Regions from separate parts of the Mus musculus genome. Here region 1 is linked to region 2. The links are chromatin contacts, called in public ChIA-PET maps. All regions are on one chromosome and are shown on one strand. The core of a region is the stretch at or near the end of the contact, and the rest is flanking DNA. Distances in the headings are between cores, read along the strand shown. Region 1 has its middle 30 kb from the start of B230118I11Rik. Region 2 holds the start of Sh2d1a (SH2 domain containing 1A).

Region 1 (2,700 bases), core at 44-2,543, 94 kb after region 2:
ACAAGCTATGCTTATAAACTAAACCAAATAGCCTCTTATTTTTAACAAATGAGCTCCAAATTTACCACAATCCTTCACATAGAAAACCAGTTAATGAATTTGGAACTATTTCTGTCAAATTTTAACATTATGCAAACTCCAGATGTTGTAGGTGACAAAGCAATAAGCCACATAACAGATTAAAAGGCATATACTACAAAGCATTTTACATTTTTATGCATTTATGTACTGATATAGGGCCTATTTCTGTAGCCCAAACAAGCCCTGAACCCACAATCCTCCTGCCTCAGCCTCCTAAGTAATTGACCTAGTTATTTGTCACTGATTACTAAAACCATCTTGAAGGAATAGGTCAGGTTTTCCTTTCAAATGTCTTCTGGGTATCATACTGTGATAGTTTGTATATACTTGGGCCAGGAAGTGCCACTATCAGAAGGTGTTGCTTTGTTGGAGTAGGTGTGTCACTGTGGGTGTGGGGTTTAATACTCTCATCCTAGCTGCCTGAAAATGAGTGTTCTTGTTAGCAGCCTTCAGATGAAGATGCAGAACTCTCAGCTCCTCCTGCACCATGCCTGCCTGGATACTGCCATGCTCCCACCTTGATAATGGACTGAACCTCTGAACCTGTAAGTCAACCCAATTAAACGTTATCCTTATAAGAGTTGCCTTGGTTGTGGTGTCTCTTCACAGCAGTAAAACCCTAACTAAGATACATACTATTGTGAACTAATTAGCAAGAGAAGGTCAGCAATTTTGAAATATTTGTCTTTATTTAAAAGACTAGAGTATGCCTCATTTCTAAGTGCACCAAGTTTTTAAATGCTTCCCTCGTGATAATTAGTGAGCCCTCTAGGGTGTCACAGATGAGTGACGCAGTTGAATGAATTCTGCAGGTCATTTCCTTGCAAACTTAGATTTGATAACTAAGATTATACAAGCTACCTAAGCCAAAAATCTCTCTGTACGATAAATCATTGCATGTTCCAACAAGTGAGGCCTTCGACAAACAGCACTTCCCATTATGAAACACCCACTCTTTCATCAAGGTCCAGGCAGACAAATGTGCTGTGTCCAACACGGAGAGATGTGTGGGCAGTGTCAGCCACAAAGTGGGTAAAAAGCGAGTGTAAATTTTAACATTTTCTTCACAGCCAAATAGTTAATCTTGCATCTTTCTGGGATCCCATCTACCCTGCACTTCAGAGACCACTGAACTAAGTTAAATGACTGCAGATTAACAGTAAGGCATGAGTTGTGGAATCAAGTGACTGGGTTAATCATAGGCAACATACAAGTGCAAGAGCTTTTGAAAAGCTCCCTCTCTGCCTTCAACCTGGGGAAGTCCCATTTCTGGGCTGCTTAGAAGTGAAATGCAAGAAACTGGAATCAGTGGGTAATCTTCATACTGGCATGTGTCTAAAAACAGTATTTCTAATTCCATGCTTTAAGGCATACTTGAGAAAGTGATAGGCTTATTTCTGAGAAAAATAAATGATAAACAAGAAATTTCATATAGAAAATGGCACCCCTAAGGTACAATTAGTAATAATTACTGATATTTCTAATGTTCTCTCTGGACAGAAAGCAGTTTCCTGATTATTAACCTGTTTAATGATCACAAGAAGTCTATGAAGCAGATATAATATTATCATTATTATACATTGAGGAAACCAAGGTCAAGACGAAAAACTTAACTTGTTGAAGATTATACATGTACAAAGTGGTAGTTAAGATTCATATCCAAGTGTTACTGCCTTTGCCTTCAAATCTTAAATGGAATAATATACTCAGGTACCTTGACCTTTGGGACAACATTAAACTGTGCTGTCTGCATCCTTCCATCCTCCAAGGACCAGATACACACGTGTTTATTATGGAAGTGTCAAGTGCAGCATTTTGATGGTTAACAGTGTCGCTTTGACAGGATCTATAATCACATAGAAGACAAGCTTCTGAGCATGTCTGTGAAAGGGGTTTCTCCAAGAAGTTGATTGAGGTTGGAATACCTATCCTATATGTGGGCTAGGACCACAGTCTAAAATAGAAATAAACAAATGAGCTATGCACCAGCATTCATCTGTGCTTCCTGACTGGAGACACTGTTATCAACTGCCTTGCAATCCTGCGACATGCCTTCCCTATCATGATAAGCTGGATCCTTTCCTACACTGTAAGACAACAGATCAAATATTGGGTCAAGCAATGTTAAAAATAACAAATGTAAGCCCGAGGTGGACGCTGCACACACATATACACCTTTATTCACAGCACTGAGGAGGCGGAAGCTGGCCATTCTCCAAGTTTGAGGGCAGCCTGGTCTACAGAGTAAGTTCCAAGACAGCCAGGGCTATGCAGAAACTTTGTTTTGAAACAACAAAAACTAACACAAAGATGAGTTCTTTTCATCTGTTAGCTATGCTTATTTTTACATATAGTCAAATACAGGGAAACAATGTGGCCAAAAGCTGATTAAGAAGGGTCACAACAATAATTCTCTTTCGCTGCGGCTTGATGGGTAGCTAGCATGGCTAAGGGGCAATATTCAGAGTAGTAACTGACAGAAAATTGCATCATTACCGATGAAATACATGGAAAGAATAAAGGAGGAAATATTAAATTCCTTTGGTTTTAGTACTTTGAAACTTAATGTAGCATCCTTCATAGGGCTAATTTGCTCTTCAAAGCAGCTTATTAATAGAA
Region 2 (2,700 bases), core at 27-2,526:
AACAACCTTTTGAGTCTGACTACAGTAGGATTTGCTCAGGGAGGTTGTACAGAGCCAAGATGCAGCTGCACCTGGTTCAAAATGGAGTAAGAGGCTGAGACCAGTCTAGGCAAAGCTCAAAGTGGGATAATTACAATGATGTTTTCTCCCTCTCTCTGTTCTTTAAAACTATTCTCACTCCTATCATTTACGGGACACAGCACGTTTTAAAACTCATTATGCCTCTTATAAAACAAGGCAATTCAGCAGCACCAGAAAGGTGCCCCTACTCTTGCATACACATCCTCTTCAGCACTGTACTGCTTTAGTGTTGTTGGCTACTGTTTTTTAATAGGATCTTATACTATGTAGCCCTAGCTGGCATGGAACCGGCCCATGTAAAACCAGGCTAGTCACCTGAAACTCACACACATCTGTCTACCTCTGCCTTCCCTGGGCTGCATTCTGAAAGCAATGGATTCCATTTCCTGGCTAACCACTTCTTCAAGCATTTGCTAGATGCTTTTCTTTTAGGGTACCATTTTCAGTCACATTTGTAGAGAATGATAGAGAAAGACCTTCCTTTGCCTTACTTCATGGCCCAGAATACAAATAGTCCAACTTCCCGGGGCTCCACCATCATGGTGTCTACTTGGAATCAGAGCCGAAGTCCAGAGTATGGGTCTTTCTCAAAGTAAAGGTAAGTTCTAGGCCATGTTTTCCCATTCTGAAGGGTATTCAGTGAAGCTGCCACAAACGCACTGGTGAAATGCAGTTGATAAAATCCGCAGTGAGGGACGTACGTACAAGTACTGCCCACCACATCCCTGGGCTGAGCCCTGGGACCATACGTCAGAGCTGGAAGAGTACTCAGTTCCTGCTGCCTGTATTCCCTAGGTACCTCTGCCAAAAGCTGTCATCCCCTGCCACTCCTCCCAGCCCTCCCCTGAAAGGGCAGGCTACCCATGCTAACAACCTGCCACTACCACGAGATATACTCACAAAACACACAGGCAGTACACGCCAGGGACACTCTCGCTGTCTCGCAGCAGATAGCTTCCATCCAGCCCGGTAGCGAGTAAGAGCTTCTCCCCGGTCTCCCTGCTGATTTTGCCGTGGTACACAGTCACTGCATCCATGCCTAGCAAACTCTTTGATGGGCCCAGAAGAAGGATGGTAAAAAGGAAACTTTGCTGCTGCTGTTGCCGCTGCAGTGGCTTACTGGGCAGTATTGAGAGAGAGAGAGAGAGAGAGAGAGAGAGAGAGAGAGAGAGAGAGAGAGAGAGAGAGAGAGAGAAACACCCTAACAACAGGATGTTGTCTACCTGCCTTAAAACCTCTTCTCACACTTCAATTCAGGCCAGCTCAGCAGTTTAACAGCTTCAAACTTGTCATGGGTTTGATCATCTATTCTCCAACAAAGGTTTGTGGTGGGGGAGGGGGCACGCTGAAAAGGTGAACACTTGCAGTATTTGAGCTGTGCCAGCAACGCAAACAGAGCTTGCACAAAGATGAGAAACTTGCTAGTGCCTTTGTTCTTGTGTAGTTCCTGCAAACTTCGAAGCCATTGACAATGACTTGTCTTAACGAGTGAACAAAAGAATTGGTGATAGAAGTGAATGGGACGTGTTCATCATGAGGGGCAGAAGCAGACTGACAAAATAAAAGCATAAAAGCAGTCAAGCTACAAAACCACAGCAGAACATGGCTGCAAGGCTTCCACAGCATCACCAAGGGCTACTGAACTACAGACTTTGGGACTAGATGGTCCTGAAACAGCTTTCTTTTCTTCAATGCTGATGATGGAATTCGGGGCCTCGCAGATGAGGTCTTCTATCCCGAAGCCATATGCCAAATCCTTGAATACACTTAGGCCAAAACAAGTATTTTTACCTTAATGTTTTGTCCAAAATCCAAAACTATGAAAAAAATTGTCATCATATTAAAAAAAAAAAAGTGTAGATGGATCTAGCTAAGGAGCTTAAGAAGACTAAATTCTTTTGTTGGTACTTCTTTGTTTTTATTATTATTAAAATCACAATATAATCACAGCATTTCTCCCTTCCCTTTTCACCCTTGAAACCCTCCCATGAATCCCTCCCTGCTCTTCAACAACATTGCTATTGTATTATTGTATTATTGCATGCATATATGTATATACGTGTAATTCCTAAACACATCCAGTTGTGCCTGTATGGTGCTATTTGTATGTATGTTTTCAGGGATAGCCATTTGGTAGTAGACGACCAATTAGTGTGCTCTTCCCACGGGTGACCACTTCTTCTACTTCCGATTTTACTCAGCTGTCTGTAGTTCTTCCTGTAGAGCTGCTGGTTTGTGGGCTTTTTCTGTCCAGTTTGGTCTGTCCATTGGTGTCCTGTGTGAACTTCTATATACCCTTTGGCATATGGGGCTAGGCCAGAATCATTGTGGATATAAAATCCATTTTACATCATCGCACAGGTGTTGATAAATGTGTTGTAACTTCTATTCTCATACATAAATGCCTACCTACATCAATGTTAAAAACATCAGAGTTTAGCCTAACCAGGACTCTATTTAGAAATCAGTTATAATGATGGCATTTTAAATATGAAAAGAAAGAAAGGGGTAATCTTCTTTTATTAAGGCATACGGACAGTAGCCCACCTAGAGTGTAACTGCTAGAACATTCAGTGTTCCATAGGTTAAAAACAAAACCTAACCTCATTTTTTTTGTCT

The links. ChIA-PET counts read pairs in DNA pulled down with a chosen protein or histone mark.
Region 1: a contact with region 2 is called in an RNA polymerase II ChIA-PET map of memory CD8 T cells, with 160 read pairs. The contact joins the enhancer-like site here to the promoter of Sh2d1a in region 2. A contact is called at or near these places in 4 of 39 promoter capture datasets (the HPC-7 cell line and embryonic stem cells), 4 of 15 datasets of contacts at CTCF or cohesin (CD8 T cells, embryonic stem cells, stem cell-derived epiblast-like cells and 1 more), 51 of 484 Hi-C or Micro-C datasets (CD4 T cells, CD8 T cells, CD8 central memory T cells and 18 more), 14 of 115 datasets of contacts at active chromatin or transcription factors (CD8 T cells, the SCID.adh cell line, T-cell acute lymphoblastic leukemia and 8 more) and 2 of 9 other capture datasets (adipose tissue and liver).

The regions. Positions count from the first base shown.
Region 1 is chrX:42,406,849-42,409,548 of GRCm38.p6, reverse strand. No RefSeq gene overlaps it. Among named protein-coding and RNA genes, the nearest start is that of B230118I11Rik, 30 kb to the right of the region's middle. Within about 2 kb of position 1,293, at least 7 of the 459 cell types and tissues checked have an H3K27ac peak or open chromatin away from gene starts, as enhancers often do. A contact at or near this core is called in CD8 T cells, CD8 central memory T cells, Th1 cells and 3 more, where this site is marked.
Region 2 is chrX:42,501,141-42,503,840 of GRCm38.p6, reverse strand. Sh2d1a (SH2 domain containing 1A) reads right to left here and starts at 1,276. Exons shown (of 4, transcript NM_011364.4): 1 at 982-1,276. The coding sequence starts at 1,118.